3 separate regions of the Mus musculus genome follow, and regions 2 and 3 are each linked to region 1. Evidence: chromatin contacts called from public Hi-C data. All regions are on one chromosome and are shown on one strand. The core of a region is the stretch at or near the end of the contact, and the rest is flanking DNA. Distances in the headings are between cores, read along the strand shown. Region 1 overlaps Clic6 (chloride intracellular channel 6). Region 2 has its middle 13 kb from the start of Gm30530. Region 3 has its middle 22 kb from the start of Gm30474.

Evidence for each region. Hi-C and Micro-C count contacts between places; a contact is called where the count stands out from the background.
Region 2: a Hi-C map of bone marrow-derived macrophages shows a contact between it and region 1, with 15 read pairs. The contact joins two enhancer-like sites. A contact is called at or near these places in 2 of 484 Hi-C or Micro-C datasets (bone marrow-derived macrophages and nephron progenitors) and 1 of 115 datasets of contacts at active chromatin or transcription factors (acute myeloid leukemia).
Region 3: a contact with region 1 is called in a Hi-C map of bone marrow-derived macrophages, with 16 read pairs. The contact joins two enhancer-like sites. A contact is called at or near these places in 5 of 484 Hi-C or Micro-C datasets (the C2C12 cell line, the NIH/3T3 cell line, bone marrow-derived macrophages and 2 more).

Annotation. Positions count from the first base shown.
Region 1 is chr16:92,518,310-92,522,136 of GRCm38.p6, forward strand. All of the region lies in intron 1 of Clic6 (chloride intracellular channel 6), which reads left to right. Among named protein-coding and RNA genes, the nearest start is that of Clic6, 22 kb to the left of the region's middle. Within about 2 kb of position 1,927, at least 16 of the 459 cell types and tissues checked have an H3K27ac peak or open chromatin away from gene starts, as enhancers often do. A contact at or near this core is called in bone marrow-derived macrophages, where this site is marked.
Region 2 is chr16:93,205,264-93,209,090 of GRCm38.p6, forward strand. No RefSeq gene overlaps it. Among named protein-coding and RNA genes, the nearest start is that of Gm30530, 13 kb to the left of the region's middle. Within about 2 kb of position 2,173, at least 32 of the 459 cell types and tissues checked have an H3K27ac peak or open chromatin away from gene starts, as enhancers often do. A contact at or near this core is called in bone marrow-derived macrophages, where this site is marked.
Region 3 is chr16:93,107,831-93,111,657 of GRCm38.p6, forward strand. No RefSeq gene overlaps it. Among named protein-coding and RNA genes, the nearest start is that of Gm30474, 22 kb to the right of the region's middle. Within about 2 kb of position 1,976, at least 58 of the 459 cell types and tissues checked have an H3K27ac peak or open chromatin away from gene starts, as enhancers often do. A contact at or near this core is called in bone marrow-derived macrophages, where this site is marked.

The sequences.
Region 1 (3,827 bases), core at 677-3,176:
CGAGGTGCCTAAATTATTTTGTGACTGTCTTTTGGAGCTGCCGTGAGCAGCTTCTTGTCATTATTAGTACATGGTCCCAGAATGCCACCACCTGGTTAGGACAGAGAGCTGGAGAGCATGTCTCCAGCCGGTAGAATTTATAAAGGACAAGAGTGCTCACTGGGCTTGCCTGCCCCCTAGCATCTGTGAGGGGGTGTTACCGGTACGGAGGTGCTGAAGGAGTCTTCAAATGGACCCCACTTGCTCTCTGGATGAAGAAACTCACAGAGAAAATCTCACAGGATTGTTAGCACTCTTCTGTAAGTTGGACGTATGGAAAGCCACCACTCTGAAGGATCACATTTTTTGTTATTTTTTTTCTAAATATCTCTCTGAGATTCAGGTTTACAAGCCAAGTTATGGGACCATGTTTTAGGTAGATTTTTTCCAAATGTCACAAATCTTGTAGGTGGTCATTGCTTCCTTATGTATGCAGTTAGCCACAGAGCACTGGTTTCTGCTATCTTTTCCTGTTAAGATGAAAACATTCCCAGACCCACACAGGCCCCACCCCTGGCCTCATGTTACCTCCCTTAAGAGCCCTTAAGAGATTTCTGATTTACTAAGGAACAAAAGTTGCTATAGAATTGCTGGCTCCCAGCAGCAAAGAACTTCATACACTGGCCACTAAAATCAACCCGAGTATCATGAGGCCCCTGGACCTTTCCCCCTTTGTTAATAAGTAGCTACCGGGCCTTCATCTCCACAGCACTTAGAAACATCACAGAGAGAGATGAGTCTGAAGAACTTGTGAACGAGCGAGCAAGGGGATTCCGAACAAACTGAGGAAGCTGGATTTGAAGGTGCTCAGGGTTCACTCTGCCCAGCACACCGGCGTCCCTGCCATGCTGCTCACCTACCTCTCTCTCTGTCTCTGCTCTCCAAGTTCAGTGAGAGATAATGAACACTCCTGGAATTGGCATCTTCCTAACAAGCTGCCCTGAGTCTTCTTGCTGGTCTCAAGTTAAGTTGTATTTTAATGGCTCACTGTGAGGGCCCAGGTTTGTTGGGGACAGTGTTAGCTTGGAAGACAGCGAGACTATATCCCCTTGGTAGCTTTTGGTAGACTATAGAAGGTTATTGCCTAGGGAGAGCATTTTGTTTTGGTCTTCCTAGACTGCCTGTTTCCCATGTACCTGTGGAATACTCACATGTGCATGTGTGTGAACTGTCCATGTTTCCCATGTTCCTGTGATGTAGTCACATGTGCATGTGTGTGTGCCCCCCGTTTTCCCTGTACCTGTGGAGTGGTCACATGAGCATGTGTGTGGCGTGTGCCCTTGCCCATGTTGGCGTGTGTGGAGGCTAGGGGTGGTCACTAGCTGTCTTCCTCTCCCTCCACTGATGTTTTGAGAAGCATATGTGCTCCCCGAACCTAGAGCTGATTCCACTGCCCAGCCAGCCCCAGGGACGCTCCCATCTCTGCCCCCCAGCAGGTATCCATGCTTGCCCAGCAAAACTTCACTGACCCATTCATCCTCCTGATATAGAATTTACGGCTTAGCACTGAAATCTGGTGCATGAGGACACCCACTGCCATGGTCTGGCGACATCTGGGTACTTTAATGACCTAAAGGGGTTAAAACCTAAGGGCGTTTTCAGTTGGACCCTAAAGCCTGAGGGCCCTTGTGAATCAAGCGCTACACACGGACTATATCTTGTAACCACGAGGGGGCACCAATGCCCTCCTGAAGCTGTCTCTGTGACTAGGTCTCTGAGGGCAAGCTGTGAATCCAGCTAGAAAAATTCATTGCTTCCAGAAGGAAGGATGGGAGAGGTCTCCTATGTTGACATCAAAACAGCTTTGGGAGTTCTGGAGTTCACACAGAAGAGCTATCCTCTCAGCCGCAAACAAAGGAAGCTTTGCCTACCTTGCCTGGGCCCTGTGGCCATTACACAACTTCCTGGAGTAGCTCCATGAAGGAAGTTTCTAGAACTAGGCTCAGCACCCGCTGTGCCACAGGCTGTCCCTCTTTCTGTCTGACTCGAGGATCACCTGCCAAACTGTCTCGGGCAGAGGTCGAGGATTTCCGATGGGAACTTCAGCTGCAGGTTTTTTCTGGTTCTACTGTAATAGATTGCTAGAGTCTAGAAAGCCTAAGCAACTTCGGCTTCTTACTTGATTGTCTTTCTGGTTCAAGCATGATGTTGCCTCACTGGCGTTGAAGCTGCAGGGGACAGTCCACAGTCTTTATTCTCCAGCTGCTCGAAGCCATCTCTTCTCCTGGACCCACGACCTCCCCCTTCAGCGTTAGAGCTAATTTCATCTGTGACCATTCTTCCCTGGTCAAAACTTTCCAGATAGCAGTTAGGGGAAGGTCTCCCTGTGGGAACCCACATGATTAGCTTGGACCAACTTAATCATCCAGGATATCACCTCCATCTCAAAATGTATAGCTTGGATATCATTCACACCGCCCTCTCTGCCTCGTAAGGTGATGTGTGCATTAGGAAGCTGGCCTCTTTAAAGGGTCATTTCCCCCGTCTATTGTATTAGTAAATAGTTTTCAAATGTCTTTTCCCATATTCTTGTCATTATCCATCAGTGGTGGAGAGAGCTGTGGTCAAGGGCAGACCTGCTTGGAAAGCCAGTTGGGGAGTTTTTCCCAAGCTTTTAGCACCCAGCACTCCTCGTGTTTCTATCGAAAACTCGTTATGACCAAAAGGAACACTAGCTTTACTGCCGTCAAAAACACCTTGGCTGGGCACATGGGGCTGTGGTGGCCTGCAGCAGACCTTGTCTCTGCCTGCCCAGCTGGAAGCAGAGGGGGGACAAAGGTCACAGCTCACGCTTTATAGGTCTCCCTTCTTTTTGAGTGTGATGTGAGAGGCCAGCCCCACAGAGTCAGCTCCCTTCATCAGCTGGACACTTTGAACTCGGTATGGGGAGGGTTTGCAGAGAACTCCGTATGGGGAGGGTTTGCAGAGAACTCGGTATGGGGAGGGTTTGCAGAGAACTCTGTATGGGGAGGGTTTGCAGAGAACTCGGTATGGGGAGGGTTTGCAGAATCAGCCCTGTTGCCTTCCTCCTGGCGGGTGAAAGTTTCCCAGTGAGGACAGAGGAGTTACAATGTATCAGAGTCAAAGAAAGCCAAAGGGGCCCCTGGGGCTGTGGGGTGTCTCCTTCCGGCTGCTTCAGCTGAGAGCCTCAACAGAGCTCCATCTTCTTTTCCAACCACAGTGTCCTTTGGTCTTCTTACCTGCTTCTGATACTTATTCTCTTATTGTCACTGTGGTTCTTTCTTTCTTTCTTTCTTTCTTTCTTTCTTTCTTTCTTTCTTTCTTTCTTTCTTTCTTTCTTTCTTTCTTCCTTCCTTCCTTCCTTCCTTCCTTCCTTCCTTCCTTCCTTTCTTTCTTTCTTCCTGATTTATTTATTTATTTATTTATTTATTTATTTATTTATTTATTGTATATATGAGTACACTGTAGCTGTACTGATGGTTGTGAGCCATGTGGTTGCTGGGAATTTGAATTCAGAACCTCTGCATTTCCGGTTGACCCCACTCACACCAGCCTAAAGATGAATTTATTACTTTATTATTATACATAAGTACACTGTAGCTGACTTCAGACACACCAGAAGAGGGTGTCAGATCTCATTACGGATCGTTGTGAGCCACCACGTGGTTGCTGGGATTTGAACTCAGGACCTTCAGAAGAACAGTCAGTGCTCTTAGCCGCTGAGCCATCTCGCCTTGGCTGTGGTTCTTGCAAGTCACCTCCAACCCTTGTGTGACAGGGATGAGGGAAGTCATCTGGAAAAGTTCTGCTTTTCTCTGGAAGGGCTC
Region 2 (3,827 bases), core at 923-3,422, 690 kb after region 1:
AAAAGGAACAAAGCAAAACACAAAACACAAAACTTTACAGCTTTCCACATAAGATATAGAGCTGAGTAAGCTGAGAATACATTGAGGTTCTTAAATGAGTCTGCAAGGGATTGGTTGGAAGGCATTTAACAATGGTGATTAGACAAATGTGGGGAACTGAGGCTCCTTTTGTACACACACACAAACATACTTACACACATGCATACATGCACACACATGCACACACACATGCACATACCTGTATGCACACACACATATATACATGCACACACACACACACACACACACACACACACACACACACAAATGGCAGCTCAGCTTAGACCTAAATCACTCTAAGAGCAAATTTTCACAAGGAATGTTCCCGAGGTTTTACAGCTCCCTCACAGTGTGGCAAAACTGGCTTCATGCTGGTGCTAGCTTCAAGTCTTCCTTAGAGAAAGCAGATGACAAAAAGCACAAAAAAATCAAGTAGAAAATACTTTTTCTATTTACTATTACTATCCTATTACTGCCGGAGCTCAGCAGAGGAGGGAGGGGGTTGTCTCTTGCTAAGTTACCGTGCTGTGTTGTTGATTAAGACAGGATGTATATGCCCGCATCTGCTGCACTTTCCATATCCAAGGGGTCCTGAGAGGGCACTGCTTCCTGGGCTGGCTCTAGTGGCAGCCAGCACACAGCATTAGAGGCAGCAGTGGGTAGCAGGGTCCTTTAGGGCAGCTGCCATCATTACTGGATGAAATGGGCCCTAATTGGGCTATTGATTTTTCCCTCTTTAATGGATTGCTCTCTCCCAACAAATTCCAAGTTGAGACTTTACCCATGCCACATCCACACTGCCATGGGATGCACATGAGACTGTGCATTCTAAGTGCACGGGGCACTGCTGTGGGGGTCACTCAGCCACAAAACACACAGAAGAAAGGATCATGTTGAATAGGTGCACACCTACATGAGTACCCACAAGTGAACAGTGTGTCTTTCAGCTTTATTTGGTCCATGGAACACTGTTATTATGTGGACTTCCTAATATTCCTTTTGTAGACGGACAGCAGAGCTTATAAAGGCAAGACACATATCCATATAAAACAGCAAAATGCAGAGCCAGCATTTCCCAGAAGAATTTCAGTTCCTGCGTGTGGAAAGCAGTACGCAAAGACAGAAGAGAAAAGGAAGAAAATTAAAGAAAGCAAAACACAAAAAAGTGCAGTTGGTGGGGGCAGATAAGGCTTTGGGTTTTCACTCCTCACACGGATACTGTCAGGGCCTCCAAACTTTGGGTGTGGAAGCTCTATCTCCTAATGGGATGGGAATTGGAGATGGGAGATTTAGGACATAGTTAAGGTTATATTGGGTCATGGAGATTGGGTAATCACGGTAGGATCAGGGATTTATTTATAAAGATAAAAGGGGGAAATCTGTCTGAGGAGGATACAGGGAACAGGGTGACTGTCTGCAAGCCAAGGAGAGTCTTCAGCAGGCCTCGGCCACACCCTGCTCGGCACTAGAAGCCTTCAGAAGAGAGAGTGAGAAACAGCTTTTCTTCAAGGCACTTGTCTTGCATCTTCCTCACTGAGCTAAGTCACTGCCTAGCTTGAGCACATGGGCACATGCCACCATCTATGAGTTAAGAGGAGTTGTCGAGGCACTGGGTGATGCGTGTGAGCCAGAGCCCCTGGAGCACAGGGGAGAGATGACTATGAGTTTGAATTGCTAGAACTGGATGCAGGAGAGCAAGAACGGGGGTACACTTGACCCTCGCTGTCTTTCCTGAGCCTTGGGAGCTGGGAGTGCACGGGGCACAGAATGTGAAATGGCTACTTGGGCCTTGATGTGAGTGGGATTCCTGACACGCTGGGTGACTTCAGATCCTGTTCCATGTTCTACACAGAAAGTTCTGCATCAACTTAGATCTGTGCATTTCTCAGTCCTCACACACTAAAGCCCAGAACGCTTTACCCCAACACCATTCAGCCAACCACCAGCCTCACAGACTACCCTGTGTTGAAACTATCTCCTTCTGCATCAATAGACTAATATTTGGAACATTTTAGGCTTTAAGTGAGTTGTGGAGAAAGATTAACTGTTTCCATGACCCCCACACCTCATCTCCTCCATGCCTAATACCCACAACTACGGTGGTTCACTTCCCTAAACCAAGAGTCACGCTGCGACCAACTAAAACCCACAGTGTACATTAGGCTTCTCGTTCAGTGACAAATGTCTCGTAAGTTTAGACAACCCATGTGTGCTGTTATGGAACAGTGTCACTGCCCTGAAAACCCATCATTATGGCCTATCATCATATTCCTTTCTCCACCCACAAAGCTCCCAGCAACCTCCAGTCTCCTTACTCCCTCTCATTTTGCCTCTTCTAGAACATCACAAAGCCAGAACCAGACACTCTGCATCCTTTCAGACTGGCTTCTTTGCACATGTGATATGCATTAGGGTCTCTTCCCTAGAGGCTCTTCATGCCTTGAGAGTTCATTCCTCTTCAGGGTTGAATACTATTCAGTTGTGTGGACGTACTGCTGTGGACAGAGGGTTTTCAGTGCAGTTGGCTAAGTCAGTGTTGCAACAGAGATCATTGTTTCTGGTTCCCGTGTTTAGCTCTAGAAGAGACAGCCGATTGCACAACAGTCTTCTAATCTCCATTATCACTTGACCTTCATCTTTAGAATTAGAATGCTCAGTAGTTTGTGCAATCCACACTGGTCTGGTTTCACCCATAGAGATAAAACTGTGGGACAGGAGGGGGGACTGGAAGGAAAGAATGCTGCTGTCTTGGGTGTTGCCTGGGATTTCCAAGCGACCAGTAAAGAGTGAGGGTCCTTCGGATTGTTTCCTGGGTGGTGATGGTCTCTGAAATCATCACTTCAGGGTGTGGATGTTTCAGGCTGCTTCCGGTTGTGCAGACTCCTCCAGGGACATTCACAGTGATGCAAGGGTCCATAAGAAGCAGGGACAGTCTTTTCTTCCCATCTTGGGTGAGATGCATCTATGACCCCTGATTTGTGAGTCCTGCCTGATCATGGAGCCTTCCTTTAGGGTCAAAGCTAACACCCTCAGACGGCCAACAAAACTGCAGCTTGCTAAACAGTCTATGCAGTCAAGAGATAAAGCCACAGCATATGTCACCTGTGGGAGAGGAAAGCCAAGATTCTACTCCAGCTTCGGGTACACTCCTCCCAGAATGTGAGAAACATCTCTGTCTACCTCCACCATGGGTGGACAGGCTGAAATGGGAATTACAATCCATGCAAGCCAGGCAAAGCCTAGTCTATCATCTAATCACCAACAGGCCAGACTAACTCCTTCCAATACAAACTGCCCACACATCCGTCAGGCTCTTTATTCCGCTCCCAAGGATCCACAAAGCCCTCCTTGGAGACATTGTGAAACCTCAGAAGCAAAGAGTACAAGGATTTCTACCAGGCACATGTCTTTGTGAAAATGTGGCAAAACAAAAATTTAACTTTGGTCTCCTAGAACCTCATTCCAAAGGAGACAGGCCACACTGAGGGCCGAAGACATCACTAAAGATGAACTTGCAAATGGTATACGCTTGCAGACAACATGGCGTGGGCTCTGAAGGTGGGGCCCCAAAGGCACACTGCCTGGACACGCCCACTCTAGAGACCCGTCATCTTAGATCTTGTGTCTCTTGCAAATGAATTCCTCCAAGTGCTGGGCCATCGTGGTTAGACCAGGGCTCATGGGACCACATCCTCCCTAGGTACAGGCAGTTAATGGTGGCTGGGATGGCCAGCATTATTAGTTTGCAATAATGCCAGCAGCAGATTGCCCTTGCTCAAGTAAATGAG
Region 3 (3,827 bases), core at 726-3,225, 590 kb after region 1:
TCTTCTGGTCTCCCCAGACAATGTACACACATGGTGCATACACACACATTCACACAAAATATTGAAATTAAATGTACATTGCTCCCATCAATTTCTTTACAGTCTTAATTTGTACATATTACCCAGGAATCTCACACACATGGAATTTTCCATTCTTTCCAATCTTTCTAACGAGCACTCCATCTCAGCATAGTCCTAAAAGCTTTCTAAAGACCCTTTTAAAGTAAAAGGCCAGAGCCTGTCTTGTTTATAAGACACCAGGATTCCAAGCTTCCAGAAAGCCCATATAAGTAACCCCAGAAATAGGTAGTGCATTTAATAGAAATCTGAGCTCATCAATTTTACATGATCCTCACACACTGAGTGTGGAATGCTGATGAGGATTTGATGTTGACAGGAGATTCATTTGCAAACACAAGTGGCTGGAGAGATGATTAAATCGGTGAATAGTTTGTCAATATCTATTTCATGTTAGCTCTCACTATCAAGACCAGTAGCTGTGGCTTTGATGACAATAATAAATAATAATTAGGATATGGCGCTGTTCTGGTTGCAAGCATACAACACTTTTTGTTATGGACCTAAAAAGATGTATATTAAGTTATATGTGTACTCCCAACCCTGACAGGCCAGCCTTAACGAACGTTTGAGGGAGTCATGAAATCCATATTGTCTTATGGTCCTTGGTGTGCAGAGATGGCTTCTGTCTTCTAGGATAAAGAGTACAGAAAGCTCGTGTTGTGCACACCTAGGTGACAGGGACAAGATGGGGTAGCTTTAGATCAAATACAACTGCTGGATGTCTGGCTTATTCCTCAATGAGGACTGGCACCAAGCCTGGGAGACAGTGCAGGAAGTCAAGTGTCCGCCTTGACAGCGTGAGGACCCAAGTTCAAGGACCCACGCTTAAAAAGGTGTGTGTGGTGGTGCATGCTTGTAATGCCAGCTCTGGGGAGGCGGTGACAGTTGGGTCCCTGGGGTTTGATGACCAGTTAGGGTGAGATTCTATCTCACAAAACGAGGTGGATGTACCTGAGAAGTGACCACAACCTTCTTGTTGACAAGCGAGGAGGTGAATTGAAGTGAAAGCATCCGAGGGGGCATCCCTGACATCACAGGGCACCGCAGAACATGCTACGTTCTCAGAGAGTCGATTCTCAAGTTCATGGTGCTTGTGCCGCTCACTAATCTCAGGGACCTTCAGTAGGATGGAGGATATTTGAAAGCAGAAATTGGATCTTTTGGGGTTGTGGCCAAGCCCCAACTTCTCCAGTTCTGAGGCATTACAATGCTTGGTGCTTTCCTTAGGATGTCACAGATGCTATTCTGCGGTCTTAGCTACATAAAGAGATAGGGCTTAATTATTTAACATGTCACTCTCAACCATTAAAATAGTGACTAGGCTCTTGCCAGAACAGATTCTATAAAATATCAAAATAAAGTCAATCTTTAAAAAAAGGGGGGGGGAACTATTCAAAAAGTTTGAAAAACTTGTGAGGAACATCAATAGTTCTACCTGCAAGTTTACTCCATGTAAACATTTTTAAGAAGATTCGTGCAGTGTCTAGTGTAGCCCAAGCCGACCTCAGGCTTACTGTATATACCCAAGGCTGATCTCGAGCTCTTGGGCCCCCAGCCTTTACCTATGGGTAGGCTGTTGGGATTGCAGTATGTGCCACCGCTCTGCTGCTGAGGTTTGAACCAACGTCCTGTACATGCTAGCCACGCACTGTAGAGGTAGCTACTGGGCTACCCACCTACCCACCCTCTCTCTTGTTTTGTTATGACACGTACCTCACACACCAAGGGCGTGGAGAGCCAATGGCTTTCCCCATACAATCATACTAAAAGCAAGTGTGTTTTGTAAACGTTTTATGGAAATTTGGGAAAGTGAAAACAGGCTCTTAACAGTTCCCCGCTGTCCAACAAGCAATGTCAATACTGCCATGAACGCCAGTGGCTCAATCAGTGTGAGTCAACTCTACCTCCCTCTCGGTGACTCGTACTTTTGTTATTTTTAGCAGGAGACATGCAACGCTGTATGGTTGGCTCACGTATTGAAGACGCGATTCTCAACTGCTGGTGCTATTTTAGGAGGTTCTGGAAACTTTAGATGTTGGGGAGGGGTAGCTGGAGGAAGTATGTCACAGAAAACATGTCTCTGTCTGCCTGCCTGTCTGTCTGTCTGTCTATGTCTATGTCTGTCTGTCTGTGTCTCTGTCTCTGTCTATCTCTGTCTCTATCTCTGTGTGTGTGTGTGTGCCTCTGTCTGACGCTGTGTGAGTCTTTATCTGTCTGTGTCCATCTCTATCTCTGTCTGTGACCCTGTGTCTGTGTGTGTGTGTGCCTATGTATCTGTGTCTACCTGTGTGTGCATATGTGTGTGTGTGTGTGTTTATCTATCTATAACTGTCTCTCCTTTATCGGCTATGACATGGCTATGTCCCTATCATTAGCTCCCACCTCTATGAAGTTCCTCCTTCTGCACAGACCCAGAGCGCACTGGGCCAAGGACCACAGTCTGAAATCTCTGAAAGCATGAGCAAAGCCACATCTTTCCTACTTTATTTTTGTCATAGCATTGAAATTGTAAATTAAACATACAAACAAGTCCTGAGTGTCTCTTTGCTGTTGCTGCCCCTTGGTTTTTGGCAGGGTTTTGTTTCTTTCGTGTCAAGATGAGGCTTTGCCAAGTTGATGTGTGCTTTGCATCCACAGGAGGCCTCTGCAGAAGCTGGAATACATACAGGACACTTTAAACGGAAGGGATACGATGGGTCCTTCTTAGAATCAGGAGACTTTGGTGTCACCAGTCACAGGGAACAAAGGGCAGGCCTGCATGGCATCTCTCCAGTTCACCAGAGGAAGGGGTGGGGTAGACCAGGTGTGACATCTTTCTGGTTCAGCAGGATCTTTGTGTGAATGTAATCTGACAACCTGGAATTTTGAGAATCAAGGGAAAGACGAGCCAATAGCTGATCACTCACACGTGCTTCTGGGGTCTTTAGGGCTCCGTGAGTCAGTTGTGCAATGCAGATCTAGGACTTAGGAGCTAGCGCATGGCCTGCTCCTTTTCTCCATGCTGCAGAAGCACATACGCAGCTCTGGGTGGGCTAGGGCTACAAGGGAACCCAGGAAAGGAGGCCCCTCCTCCTCAGAGTTCTCTCAACCATAGGTTACATAATCCACCCATTCATTCATTCATTCATTAGTCATCCAGCCAACACTGGCTGGAGCACCTGTGTAGTGCAGCCTCTGTCTTTGTACTGCCCCCCTTGCCTTCGAGGGCTGTGAAGCAAGTGTGTAATACCCTCCACACAGCTGTGGGAAAGGACAACAGGCAGCTGACAGGGCTCCACACCTGAAGCCAGCTTCCCAGGCGCTTGCCCAATTTTTCTTTGCCTTGTTTTGGTTTAAAACAGTGTTTCTCAGTAGAGGCCAACTCAAGCCTTCAGGACTACCATGCACAGGACAGCCCTACAGCAAAGAATAATCCAGACTGAAGAGTCTATGGGCTTTGATGTTTAGAAAGGCCACGTCAGAACCATTGTGGTGAGCGTGCCTGTAATCTCAGCACTTGGGAGGCTGCAGCAGGAGGATTGCTCTGAGTTTCAGGCCAATGTGGCCTATATAGGAAGATTCTTGCTTAGAAACACAAACATAAGAGAAAGAGAAGGAAGGAAAGAAGGAAGGAAGGGAGGGAGGGAGGGAGGGAGGGAGGGAGGAAGGAAGGGAGAGGGAGGGAGGAAGGGAGGGAGGAAGGAAGGGAGAGGGAGGGAGGAAGGGAGGGAGGGAGGAAGGGAGGGAGGGAGGAAGGGAGGAAGGGA